3 separate regions of the Canis lupus genome follow, and regions 2 and 3 are each linked to region 1. A link is a contact called in public Hi-C data. All regions are on one chromosome and are shown on one strand. The core of a region is the stretch at or near the end of the contact, and the rest is flanking DNA. Distances in the headings are between cores, read along the strand shown. Region 1 holds the start of CD164 (sialomucin core protein 24). Region 2 holds the start of SESN1 (sestrin-1). Region 3 holds the start of LOC612235.

The links. Hi-C and Micro-C count contacts between places; a contact is called where the count stands out from the background.
Region 2: a Hi-C map of blood shows a contact between it and region 1, with 2.6 times the contacts expected there. The contact joins the promoter of SESN1 here to the promoter of CD164 in region 1. A contact is called at or near these places in 2 of 9 Hi-C or Micro-C datasets (amygdala and blood).
Region 3: a contact with region 1 is called in a Hi-C map of blood, with 2.6 times the contacts expected there. The contact joins the promoter of LOC612235 here to the promoter of CD164 in region 1. A contact is called at or near these places in 2 of 9 Hi-C or Micro-C datasets (amygdala and blood).

The regions. Positions count from the first base shown.
Region 1 is chr12:66,661,628-66,665,569 of UU_Cfam_GSD_1.0, reverse strand. CD164 (sialomucin core protein 24) reads left to right here and starts at 2,153. Exons shown (of 6, transcript XM_038554894.1): 1 at 2,153-2,428. The coding sequence starts at 2,248.
Region 2 is chr12:66,407,716-66,411,657 of UU_Cfam_GSD_1.0, reverse strand. SESN1 (sestrin-1) reads left to right here and starts at 1,878. Exons shown (of 10, transcript XM_038554885.1): 1 at 1,878-2,626. The coding sequence starts at 2,345. It overlaps CEP57L1 (centrosomal protein CEP57L1), which reads right to left and starts at 914. Exons shown (of 12, transcript XM_038554891.1): 1 at 782-914.
Region 3 is chr12:66,501,508-66,505,449 of UU_Cfam_GSD_1.0, reverse strand. LOC612235 reads right to left here and starts at 2,095. Exons shown (of 45, transcript XM_038554893.1): 1 at 2,018-2,095; 2 at 1,521-1,631. The coding sequence starts at 1,592.

The sequences.
Region 1 (3,942 bases), core at 904-3,403:
TGTTAAGACTGTTATAAATGCCAGTCTTTGTTCTGGAACGATGAAGGGGCTTTGGAAGCCTTCCCTGAGCTAGCTCAACAGATGCCACGTCAAATAAGCCAATGCTTTCCTGGTCTTAAGAGTGTGAAATGTCCTCTTAAAGGCTATCAAAAGGGCAGCCCCAGTGGCCCAGCAGTTTAGCGGTGCTGTCAGTCCAGGGTGTGATTCTGGAGACCCGGGATCGAGTCCCACCACGGGCTCCCTGCATGGAGCCTGCTTCTCCCTCTGCTTCTCTCTTGTCTCTCTCTGTGTCTCTCATGAATAAAAAAAAAAAGGCTATCAAAAATCTGAAGGCTGGAGTTGAATACCCAGGTGACAGACTGTATAAACGAACGTCCTCCATGGTGGGGGGTATTCACGGTAGTGTGTAAACAAGCTGATCCACTGGGGTAGGGAAAGAACTTTTATTATATTTTTAACCTAAAAAAAAGTTTACTAATGCCTCCCTTTGGGTGTCAGATGGCCACGTGCATACTCTGGACGCCATACCCTGAGAGAAGAGACGTTCACTTAAGGCCGATAACGGGGCCTCATTTAAGTACCTGGCTGCACTCTCATCCTTCTGGCGATGTGGGACCTGGAACCCTCAGTTTGTCTATATCAAGCGAATCTCCAGCAAGTGTAGCCAATGGGACAAATGTTCCGGGGAAATCCCTGGGGGGCTCAGCGGTTTAGCGTCTGCCCTTGGCTCAGGGCGCGTGATCCTGGAGACCCAGGATCGAGTCCCGCATCGGGCTCCCTGCAGGGAGCCTGCTTCTCCCTCTGCCTGTGTCTGTGCCTCTCTCTCTCTCTCTCTGTGTGTCTAAGATAAATAAATAAAATCTTAAAAAAAAAAAGTAATGGACGTTATACTATATGTTGGCAAATCAAATTTCAATCAAAAATATATATAAATTAAAAGCCTGCTTCTCTCAAAAAAAAAAAAAGTTCCTAGTCACGAGGGTACAACAGGGCCCCACGGATTAGTCTTCCAGAAAGTTTTTAAAACTTCAAGTTGAGACCAAAAAAAAAAAAAAAAAAAAAGTTGATAGTCAACATTTTTCGGTGTCTTCATAGCGAAGCAGATCTCAGAAAAGCAATTAACGACCGTGTGCTATTTTATTTGGGTAAATGTACGTAATTAAACTTGAATGCGAATAACGGGGTGGGGTGGGGGGAAACGGCGTTAAGAACAGCTTTTATAAAAAATAAAATAAAATAAAAAAACAGCTTTTATACTCCCCATCTTGAGCCGCGGGTACAGGCAGGGCCGGGCGTCAGAGGGCGCTCACCTTTCCCAAAAGCCCGAGCAGGGACGGAGCTTGAAACAGGCCGGTTGGAAAGCCGGCCGCGAGGTGAAGCAACCGGGCTTCGGGCCCGCCGCTGTTCCCGAGCGTCGGTGTCCTCCCCGGTGAGGCAGGGGCCGGAGCGCACCGGCGATCCCCCCCGCCCCCACCCCGGCTCGTCTCCGCCGGCGGTGGCGGCGCGGAACCCGGGGAAGGCCGGCGGGCAGGGCGCGGCAGGCGGACACGGCCCCGCGCGCAGCGGGCCACCGGCTGCCGGGCGCTCGCGGGGGGCGCGGCGGGGCGCGACGCAACCACGCGGTTCCGTTTCCCGGGGCCCCGACCCCGCGTAACTCGCAGAAAGACCGATTTTCCGGGAGAGGAGCGCGGGTCCGTCGGCGAGGCGGGCACAGCGCCCACGTCAGGCCCCGGCCGGGCCTACACGCCCCTCACGGGCGCCGCCGCCGCGCGGCCTCGGGCCCCGGAGCGCCACCCGCGGAGTCACGTGGCCCGCGCGCTGCCAGCCGCGCCGTCGCCCCCGGCCGCCGAGCGCCACCTCAGGCGGGCTGTCCCATCCGAGCCGAGCGGGAGCCGTCCCCGCCGCCGGAACCAGAACAGCCCAGCTGCGTCTTGGGGGGGGGGGCTCTCCGAGGGCAGCGGGGTCGTTCCCTGCGTCTGCGGAGCTGCTTCGCCACGTCCCGGCCGCTGTGAGACGAGAGGCGCCTCCCGGGTCTCCTCCCGATGCCCCTGTCCCCCCCCCCCCGCGGCCGTGCCGTTGGTATCGCCCGCCCCGCGCCTCGCCCCCGCACGCCGTGGCCGGGGGCCCTCACGTGACCCCGGCGCGCTCTCGCGGGGGCCGGACTCTCCGAGGCGGTGCCGCAGGGGACAGGACGCGCGGAGCGGAGGGCGCCGCAGCAGTCGCCGGAACGCCGGAGCGCAGGCCGCGATGTCGGGGCTCTCCCGCCAGCTGTGCTGGGCCGCCGCCTGCCTGGCCGCGCTCTGTGCGCTGACCGCGGCTCAGAGCTTCAGCTCGGACCCGAACGGGACTACCACCACGACTCAGGCGACCACCGACGCAGCCACGACGCGGGTGACGACCGCCGCGCCGGCCACCACTCCGGCACCAGGTGGGCGCCGGCCCAGCGGGCTTCCGGGACTCGCCCGCCCGCCCGCCTGCCGCGTCCGCGGTGCGCGCGGGGCCGGGCCGGGCGGCGCTCCAGCAACATGGCGGCCCGTCCGGGAGCCGCCGGGGCGGGGGCGGGGGGGGGGCGGGGGCGCGCCCCGGGGGGAGCGGCGGCCGTCGGGCTCCCTGCCGCCCCGAGGTGCCCCACGCCGCCGTGCTTTTCAAAAGTGCCTCGTAATCCCCAGTGTCACGTCAGCTCCAGAAGGGGGACGTGGCCGCCTCCCGCGTTGGCGGCGGCGGCCGTGAGGTGGACGGTGGGGCGGGCGACGCGCCTCCAGACCTGCCCACCCGGGGCCCCTGCTCCGAGAGCCGACGTCCCGGGCACCGGCGACCGCCGCCAGGACGGGAGGCGTCGGTGCTCGTGGCCGGGGTCTCAGAAAATAAGTCGCCTGCGATCTGACCGTTTGGACTTTGCGGATCAGTGTGGGATCCGGCTGAGGTTTGGGCGTTTGGTCAAATTAAAAGTTTACACTCCTCCCTGTGCGCAGAGGAAGAAAAGCCACCCCGTGGTGTGCCCGATGCTTCGTATGTTCCCCCTTTTGGTGTTTTAGGCTGAGCTGGAAGATAGGTGGTGAAATCCAGGAGGAAGATGGAGATGGACTAACTGCCCGGAGCGTAGGTTTAGTTGATTGTGAAGCTGGGGTTGGAACCCAGGTCTGCCGATTTTCTTTCTTTTTCTGTATCTTTTTCTTTTCTTTTTTTTCTTTTCTTTTCTTTTCTTTTTTTTTTTTTTTTGTTAAACCCTGTAATCGATTGGGGTACTGTGCTTGAGTCGTAACGCTGAAATCTCGAAGCAGAAATTGGCAATTCCGTGACAACACAAAAGAGAGCAGGGAAAATCGATTTGAGGTGAAAAGGAGCCCTAGGTATTTAAAACCCTGCAATCTAGTGTGATGGGTTATTCTAGTTAATATTGGGTAAGGAATAAGCGGCATCCTGACCGAAGAATTGCTGAAGTGGCAGATTTTTACCGTGGCTTCCCCACCCCAACCCCCCGCCGTGATCCCACTATTTTGAAGCTTCTTCTCTTGGTCTTTGTGTTTCATGAAAGTTTAATATATGATTAATAATGAGATGTAGCACAACTCAAAAATTGTTAAACGAGGGAGGTAATAAATTGCAATACAATACTGGACATTTCTGACTGCGCTGTTTTTAAGATGATAGGGCACAGCATGTTTTGTCTCCGGCTTACTTGGCAGTTTCTTCGCAGAATTGTAGTTTTGGAGTGTGTATTTTTCCAAAGAGAAGCTTGGAGATACCCAAGTTAATTGCCTTTGTGTAACTGAAAGTCCCACTTGTGTAACTCAAAGTCCTACAAAGGAGATGATTTGTTTTCTCTAAGTAGCAGTTGGATAAGCCGCAGTCTAAAATGAAAGGTAGTAAGTTTTGTTCATTGACTGTGCTATTCAAACGTTAGTCATCAGGCACAAAAGATTTTGGACAACTAGCATTTTT
Region 2 (3,942 bases), core at 629-3,128, 250 kb after region 1:
TTAAAATAAAAAATAAAATAAATTAAAATAAATAAATAAATAATTTAAAATAAAAATAAAATAAAATAAAATAAAATAAAATAAAATAAAATAAATAAAAAATAAAATCGGGCAGCCCGGGTGGCTCAGTGGTTTAGCGCTGCCTGCAGCCCAGGGCGTGACCCTGGAGACCCAGGATCGAGTCCCGCATCCGGCTCCCTGCATGGAGCCTGCTTCTCTGTCTGTCTCTCATGATTAAGTAAATAAAATCTTAAAAAAAACAAACAAACATACTAAATCTTGGGAGATTTTTTTTTTTTTTAAATAGCATCACCTAAGGGGGGGGGGGGGGGAAGGCTGCAAACGTTCCCATCCAGGGATGCTGGGGTTTCTTCTTTTCCCCTTAGTCTCTCGTGCAAAATGAATCTGACAACTGGCTTCTGCTCGGGATCTCCTTTGGGCGCAGAAAACACACAACATCCCCCGCGCAAAGGCGGACGCCAGGGCCAGCGCACGGGGTCACCTAAGGCCGCCCTCGCGGGTCCCCCCGGCAGAGGTGCGAGCGGAGGCCGCGCGCGGGGCAGCCGTTCCCGCCGCATCCCTTCCTCGCGCCCCAACGCGCCCTCCGCCCGGGGCGCCCGCGCTACTCCTTCCCAGACACACCGGACAAAACCCCCTGGACTTAAGAGGCCATCTTCTAGATGCCTCGATCTCCAAAATCCCTGAGGAAACGAAGGAAAAAAAAAAAAAAAGCCTCAATTGGCAGCCGAAACCCCCCAGCGCTCCCCAAATCGACGCTTACCAAGCTCCGTCCGCGCTAACCGTTGGCTCGAAGGCCGCCACGGGCAACGTCGCAGGGGCTCCTGGGGACTGTAGTTTCTATCGCCCGCAGAACGCGCCGGTACATCAAAACTACACTTCCCAGAAGCCAATGCGACGACGCCCCCTCCCCCCCCATCCCACCCCCACCCCTGCCTTCTTCAATCTCGGATTTGGCGTAATAAAGACACCGTCACTCTTTCCAAGCTGATCTTAAGTGAGGATGCGGTTTCCTCCAGGTGTGTGTCTAAGCCCTCTTGGCCGTGCTCGGCCTCTCTCCGTAATAGCTTCATTGTACTTGTACTTCTTAACTTTTCTTTCCCCGGCTCCGAGCCGGGAGAATCCGTACGTCACGGGACGGAAACGCCCCCGACGCAAAAAAAAAAAAAAAAAAAAAAAGTCCGTTCGGCGCATGCGCTCTGTTCGCCATCACGCATGCGTAGCAGCCGGTTGCAGTTGGCGGCCGGGCGCGGACTTGGGGTCCGGAGGTAGCCCGTCGGAGGGCGGGGCTCTTTCCAATGGCTTTGCCTCCGCGGGTCGCGTCTGCTTGGGCGGGGAAGAGGGCGCTGGGGCAGGGGCGGCTCCTGGTTTATGCCGGGCGGAGAAAGGGGAGGGGCTGCAGGGGGGTGAGGACCCCCATCTCCCCTCCCTCCTCCCGCCCTCTGGGCCGAGCCCCACCGATGGGGCTGGGCGAAGGGGCGGGCTCTGCGCCTGGGGCCTCGCTTGTGCGCCAGCTCGGCGGCCCGGCCCTGCGCGGGTCCGGCTTAGCGGGCGGTGGGCGAGGACGCAGGTAGAGGAAAAGAAGTGGCGTCTGCCCGGGGTTCCGGCGTCGCCGGGGCCGGGGCCGCTTTCCTCCAACGCTGCAACCGAGGCAGCGGCTGCAGAGGCTGCCCCGCCCTGCACCCTGCACCCTGCACCCCGCACCCTCCCCCCTCCAAGGAGCGCCCGGGTCTCCGACCCCGGCGGCCGGCGAGCAAGGAGGGCTTGGCGAGGCTTCCCCGGCAGCTGCCGGCCGGCCGCCGAGGCGGAGGGCGGAGCTGCGGAGGGCAGGGCCTGGCGCCGGAGGAGGGGCGGGGTGGGAATGCTCCCGGGAGCTCGGTGGCCGCCCGGACGAGAATCCCCGAATGGCTGGGGGCGCCTTCCACTGCGAGCGGCCTTCCTGGGCAGAGCTGGGATTTGACAGCTGCACGACGTGAGGATATCCGCTGACCCCGCGAGGCGGAGGAGCGCACTTCCCCGAGGCGGCCTGTCCGGCCAAGCCAGCGCTGCAGGGTTTCAGCTTTCCAACTTTTTTTGTGCGTGTGTCTCTGCCAAGAGGACTGCCCTGCCCCTTCGTGTAGGAGAGAAGGGTGAGTTGTGCCCCGCGTCGGTCCAAAAAGACGCTTCGTGGTTCCAGATGTCACCGAGGCCGCTGTGTTTTCACGGCGACTCGATGTCCCCGGTTTTCTTCTTCTCACGTGCCTCGTTTTAAAAGTGACCAAGTGCTCGTGGGGACATGCCGACGGGGAACTGAAGGCGGCCCAAGGAGACCCTCCCTCCGGTTGTCATGGCTGAAGGAGACAGTGAAGTGAGATGGGACGGGCTGTGCAGTAGAGACCCGAGCACTAGAGAGACCGCGCTGGAAAGCATTAGGCAGACGGTCTTGAGAAAGACCGAGGATCTTCGTTGGGGGAGAGAGGCGCCTCTTCGTCCACCAGACGGGCTTTCACCCCCGGCGGCTTCGTTGGATGGGTTGAATAGACTTCTTGCTCATCTGCTCATGCTTTCTAAGAGATGTCCCTTTAAAGATGTAAGAGAGAAAAGTGAATTTATTTTGAAGAGCGTCCAGGTAAGAAAACATTGTGATTGCAACTGTCCGCCCGGTGCAAGTGCAGGTTTCCTTGCACACTTACCCTCCCTTTGTATTGTGGGCTCCTAGTAGGTGGTTCTGCGAGCCCGTTGTGAGTTCATGCCACAGCTCGGGGTGGCTTGGAAAGCGTGGAATTTGGGGCCCAAACTGTACAAGATGAACTAAAGTAAAAGCCATTTTCAAATAAGAGTAAACAAGTATTGTGTTTCTAGAGAGTTTTTTTTTTGTTTTTTTTTTTTAGCAGAAACTGCATTCCTCTAGGAAAACTATGAGACAGTTACAGTTAATCGCAAGTAAAGACTTGCTTTTTTTTCTTGCATTCATTTTTACATGTTGGAAAGTGATAGCCAGGATGCTTTTCACATCGTTACAAACGATATTCTGTGTGGATGGTTTCTCACTTACAAGCCTCTGAGATGATAAAGCGTATTAAGTGTTCCTTCACTAAATTCAGGATAATTGGTCAGTTTTCTCATGTTCTTAAAAACAAAACAAAAAATCAGGGTCTGTTCTCTAGAGGCGACCTTTTTGCGAGTTTTTTTTTTTAATGAATTACATAAAATAATAAAAGCCTAGATTAGAAAAGGAGGTAACATTTTAAGATTGAAAAGTTGAACCCAGGTTGAGTAGAATGGCAGAAACACTCGTGGTAAATGACTCAATTGGTTTTCTCTGTGTTTGCCTCAATTGCATGATTTTTCTTTTTCACGTAGGCATCTGTTTAAGTTTTCAAAAAGTGCAACAGATTAAAAATGTTAATTTTCCTCCTGTTCTGTGCATAACCAATCTGTCCAGTTTTATTGGAGGACTTATCAGAAGGGTTTTATTTTGACTTTTTTGTTTGTTTAGAGAAAGTTTGTTTTTAGATCATAAGAATGGTCAGTAACACTCTGTTGGTCAGTCTGAATTACTCCACGTGTTGAAGTCATTTATGAAAAGCTCTTAAAACTTATAATTCACTTGGGTGTATAAGCTAAGATTAATAGTTTTTTCTATTTTGGTTGGTTTAAAGCAACAGAAAAAATAATCATGTTCATAAAATGAAGACTGTTTAAGATCTTGGGATAGTTCTTCCCACAAAGTTTGGGAACAACCGTTACAATTCATTTGTCCAGAGTTACCAGAGAGGAATTAATTTTCTAGGTGCCTAAGACTTTTAAGCCTTAAAAGTTATTTCTCTATTTCTCAGACTGCAGTGTCTACAACCACCATTATGGATCATCATTAATCACATCAAGTACTGTTGTTTAGCTGAGGGTGAAGTGTATAGGGCTATATGATCCATTTTTAAAAAT
Region 3 (3,942 bases), core at 846-3,345, 160 kb after region 1:
CTCAGGATGGAGCCCCGCGTCGGGCTCCCTGCATGGAGCCTGCTTCTCCCTCTGCCTGTGTCTCTGCCTCTCTCTCTGTCTCTCAAGAATAAATAAATAAATAAAATCTTTATAGAAAAAAAAAAGAAATGTTACAGTAAGTTCTTTAGGCAGAAGATAAATGACATCATACAGAAACTTAGGCTATACCAAGGTTTCTCAAATTCAGCATTATTGACATCTTGGGACAGGACAATTCTTTGTGGTGGGCACTGTCCTGTGCATAGTTGGATGTTTAGCAGCATCCATGGCCTCTTCCCACTAGATACCAGTAGCAATCTGCTCCTCTCCCCAAATTGTGACAACCCAAAATGTCTCCAGACTTCACCAAAGGTCCACCATTTCCACTCTCCCCTTCTCTCCATGAGAATCACCCATATACACAAAAGAATGAAGAATGCCAGAATAAGAGGGAAACAGAATGAATTTTGAATGAAGATAATGACGAAAGTTTCACTTGCAAATAGAATCTCACCATCTTTTATTTCTTTGTGATTCATTTATTCATTCATTGCTAACTAGTTGCTAATGAACTAATTTGTATGCCTAATGAGGATATAACTCATAACACAAAAGAACAAAGAATCTAAAAATCAAAACAACATACCTATTATAAGAAATTTAGAAAATATATAAAAATAAAGAGGAAATTCATTGTTCTGCCATCCAAAGACAGTGATTGATAACATTTTGATCTATGTCCATCAAGTGGTTTTTCTACATATCATGTGACCATTATTATGACACTTTTGTTATCTAATATTATATAATAATTTCTTTTATTTAAGATTTTATTTATTTATTCATGAGAGACACACAGAGAAAGACAGAGGCATAGGCAGAGGGAGAAGCAGCTTCCTTATGGGGAGCCTGATACGGGACCGGCCCAGGACCCTGGGATCAGGACCTGAGCCAAAGCCAGATGCTCAACTACTGAGCTACCCAAGCGTTCCAACATAATAATTTCTTAGGCTAAAAAATGCTGAATGATAGAATGATATTCTATCAAGTATCATATTGTTTTTCTTAAATATTTCTCCTAGTGTTAGATATGTAGGTATTTCTGATTTTCCCACTTTTATTATAATGCTGCAGTAGTAATCTTTATAGAAAACTTTTTCTACCACATTTTGAGTTATTTTCTTAAAAGATATTTCCAGAAATATCTTTCTTAGCTAAGCCAACAACTTTTTGAGGGCTGAGACTTTCCTAGTATTGTATTGCCTCATAATACCAGTATAAGGAGTAATTGATAGAAACTCAGTCAATCATTTTGTGACTATAACTAAACTGAACTGAACTAGGAGATATCAGAGACATGGGTCTCTAACAAAGAAGAGAATGTATACTAATCAAGTGCTGCAAACTACACAGGTAGAGAAAATCCTCCCCTAGCCAAAGTATATACCAGAAAGCCAACTTTGTTCATACGTTTCTATCAATTTCCAGATCTGTTTTTCACATTGCCACATGACTCTTACCTGCAATAGAAGCAAAGGTAAATTTTCAGGGGTGTACTCTCTTCTTAGACAGCTCTCTAGCTCCCTCTGCATGACATCTGCTTGAACAACAAGGGGCTTTGACTCTGCCACCTGAGCCCACGGCAAGAGAAGGTAAACGAAAAGAAGGAAGTAACATTATCACTGTTTATGACAGCAAATGACATACAGTTTCTGATAATTTTTACACAACACATTATACTATCATACTTCAGTTTCCAAATAACAAATTTTAATATCACAAATCAAGAAACTAAAAATTTTAAAACCTCACAAAAAGTAGAGATCTCCAAAGAAGTAGTGGCCTGCTCTTGATCTAGCAGTGATCTAGCTGTTTTGTTCTCATAACACTGTCAATAACATCAGCTGGTTGTTTGCAAAAAATAAAGTTTTCCTGATAAATGTTTCCAGAAAGTTAGCAAAATGCAACTATTGTATTATGATACAATTGTATATTACAATTACACTCTCCTACTTACCTGTAAGGTTTTCTTTAGAGCCAGTTCCCTTTCTCTTCTAAAGTAAGAAATGTCTTTTGGTATTTGAACAGAGCTGTAAAAAGATTTATGCAATAGAAGCTGTAATTATAGAAACTGTCATAAGCCAAATTATAGATAAGGCCCTGATTAATTTGTAACTTCACAGCTGCTCATTTCTAAATAACTACGTCATATTATATTGGATTGTTGAGAGCATGTAAAGATCACATCCTTCTTAGTCTGAATCTGTCTTGTGTATACCTCATGTTTGCTAACATTTTCCTTGGGCCAATTTTCCTCTCCTTTGCCGCAAACATGGTCTTTCTTACTACCAGTGATTTACCTATTGTCAATCCTTGAATACAGAAAGAGCCACAATGGTGGAGATTTTTCTTTCCCACACCTGTACTTTTCCAGTAACCTCATCTCTAACAGGTACTGTGCTTATCAGACATCTATCTCATCCCACATAAAACTAGTGTCTTATAATTTTAACAAAATGTTTTTATTTTTGTGTTCTTGCTAATTTATCAAACATGAACTGCTTTGCAATTTATTTTAACGAAATTCTTTTGTCCGAGCCTAGTTAAAAGGAGTTGTTTGCACCATGGGCTCTGACATGAGAAGGCACAAGCAGCACTGCTGTGGGGCCCAGTAATGGCATGGGACCCTGTGGCAGGAAGAAGGGAGCTTCCCGCATTTGGGGTAAGATATACCTCAAGGCTTGACAGCTTTAAGAAATTAGAGGACAGCACCCCTGGTGTGGACATCACTGTCTTAAGATGAAACTCTGCAAACATTGGCAAGGAAGCCACAGCAGGTAGCTGTGAAACAAATGTAAGAAACCACCTAGTGATTTGAGAGGGATTTTGGGCAGCAAAATTTAGGTTAATATTGTTCGTATGATCCTATTAATCCTCCTGGGTAAGTTTTAAGGAAAGATGAAAATACTTAATTTGTATACTTGTCGGCAGTTCCCCTCACTGGGGGCAGTGGTCCTGTGAAAAGACCAGTCAGGAGGTCCCTCAGTTGCAGGAGTTGAAGCAATTCATTGAGCCATTTGTGTTGAATTTCCAACTGAAGTTGGAGATAATGCCTCCCTTATCTCTTCATGTCTTGGCTTTGATAAAAAACAATAAGGCAAGCTCTGAAAGGGTCTTAAGAGGAAAAGCATTACTAAATCAAAGCCATAATTTCTGTGATTACTGGGTACCTGAATCCTGGCTGCAGCCTCATGGAGGTGGAGAACGGATAACTGACTAGAAAGGGTACAGGCAGTCAGGGAAACAGAGGAGCCCATCCCTTTTCTGCCCTCTTATCTTCCAATTTCTCTGGCATGTAAAAGATTGAGCAGTGTCCTGGGCTTGGCTGCCAGACCGTCTCTTAGTCAAATAATGTTTTTCATTTGTTAATCTCGAAGTGCCCATGAGTGAGATTGGTGGTGAGTATGTCAATGCACAAAAAGAGATTGACCTATTTGTTCATCAGGTATTGTTTATTCAATATTCATTCACTAGTTTATTCATTCAGCAAGCAATAATGAGACACTTAACCATTGCAAAGACTTGGGCTTATGGTGATAAATTGACAAAAGAATGTGGAAAAGAAAAATGACCAAGACACTATTATCCCACAGTTCTCAATAAATATTTTCAATCTAGTGGGGAATGAAAATGCTAGAGTGATCATTAGGGTGGACATTTTACATTTTCCGTGGACTCCAGAACCTAGTGCAACACCTGACAACCAGAAGTTGCTCAGTATTTGTCAGATTAATAGGTAGATTCTTGGGCAGCCCTGGTGGCGCAGCGGTTTGGCGCCGCCTGCGGCCCCGGGGTATGATCCTGGGGACCCCGGATCGGGTCCCATGTCAGGCTCTCTGTGCGGAGCCTGCTTCTTCTCCCTCTGCCTGTGTCTCTGCCTCT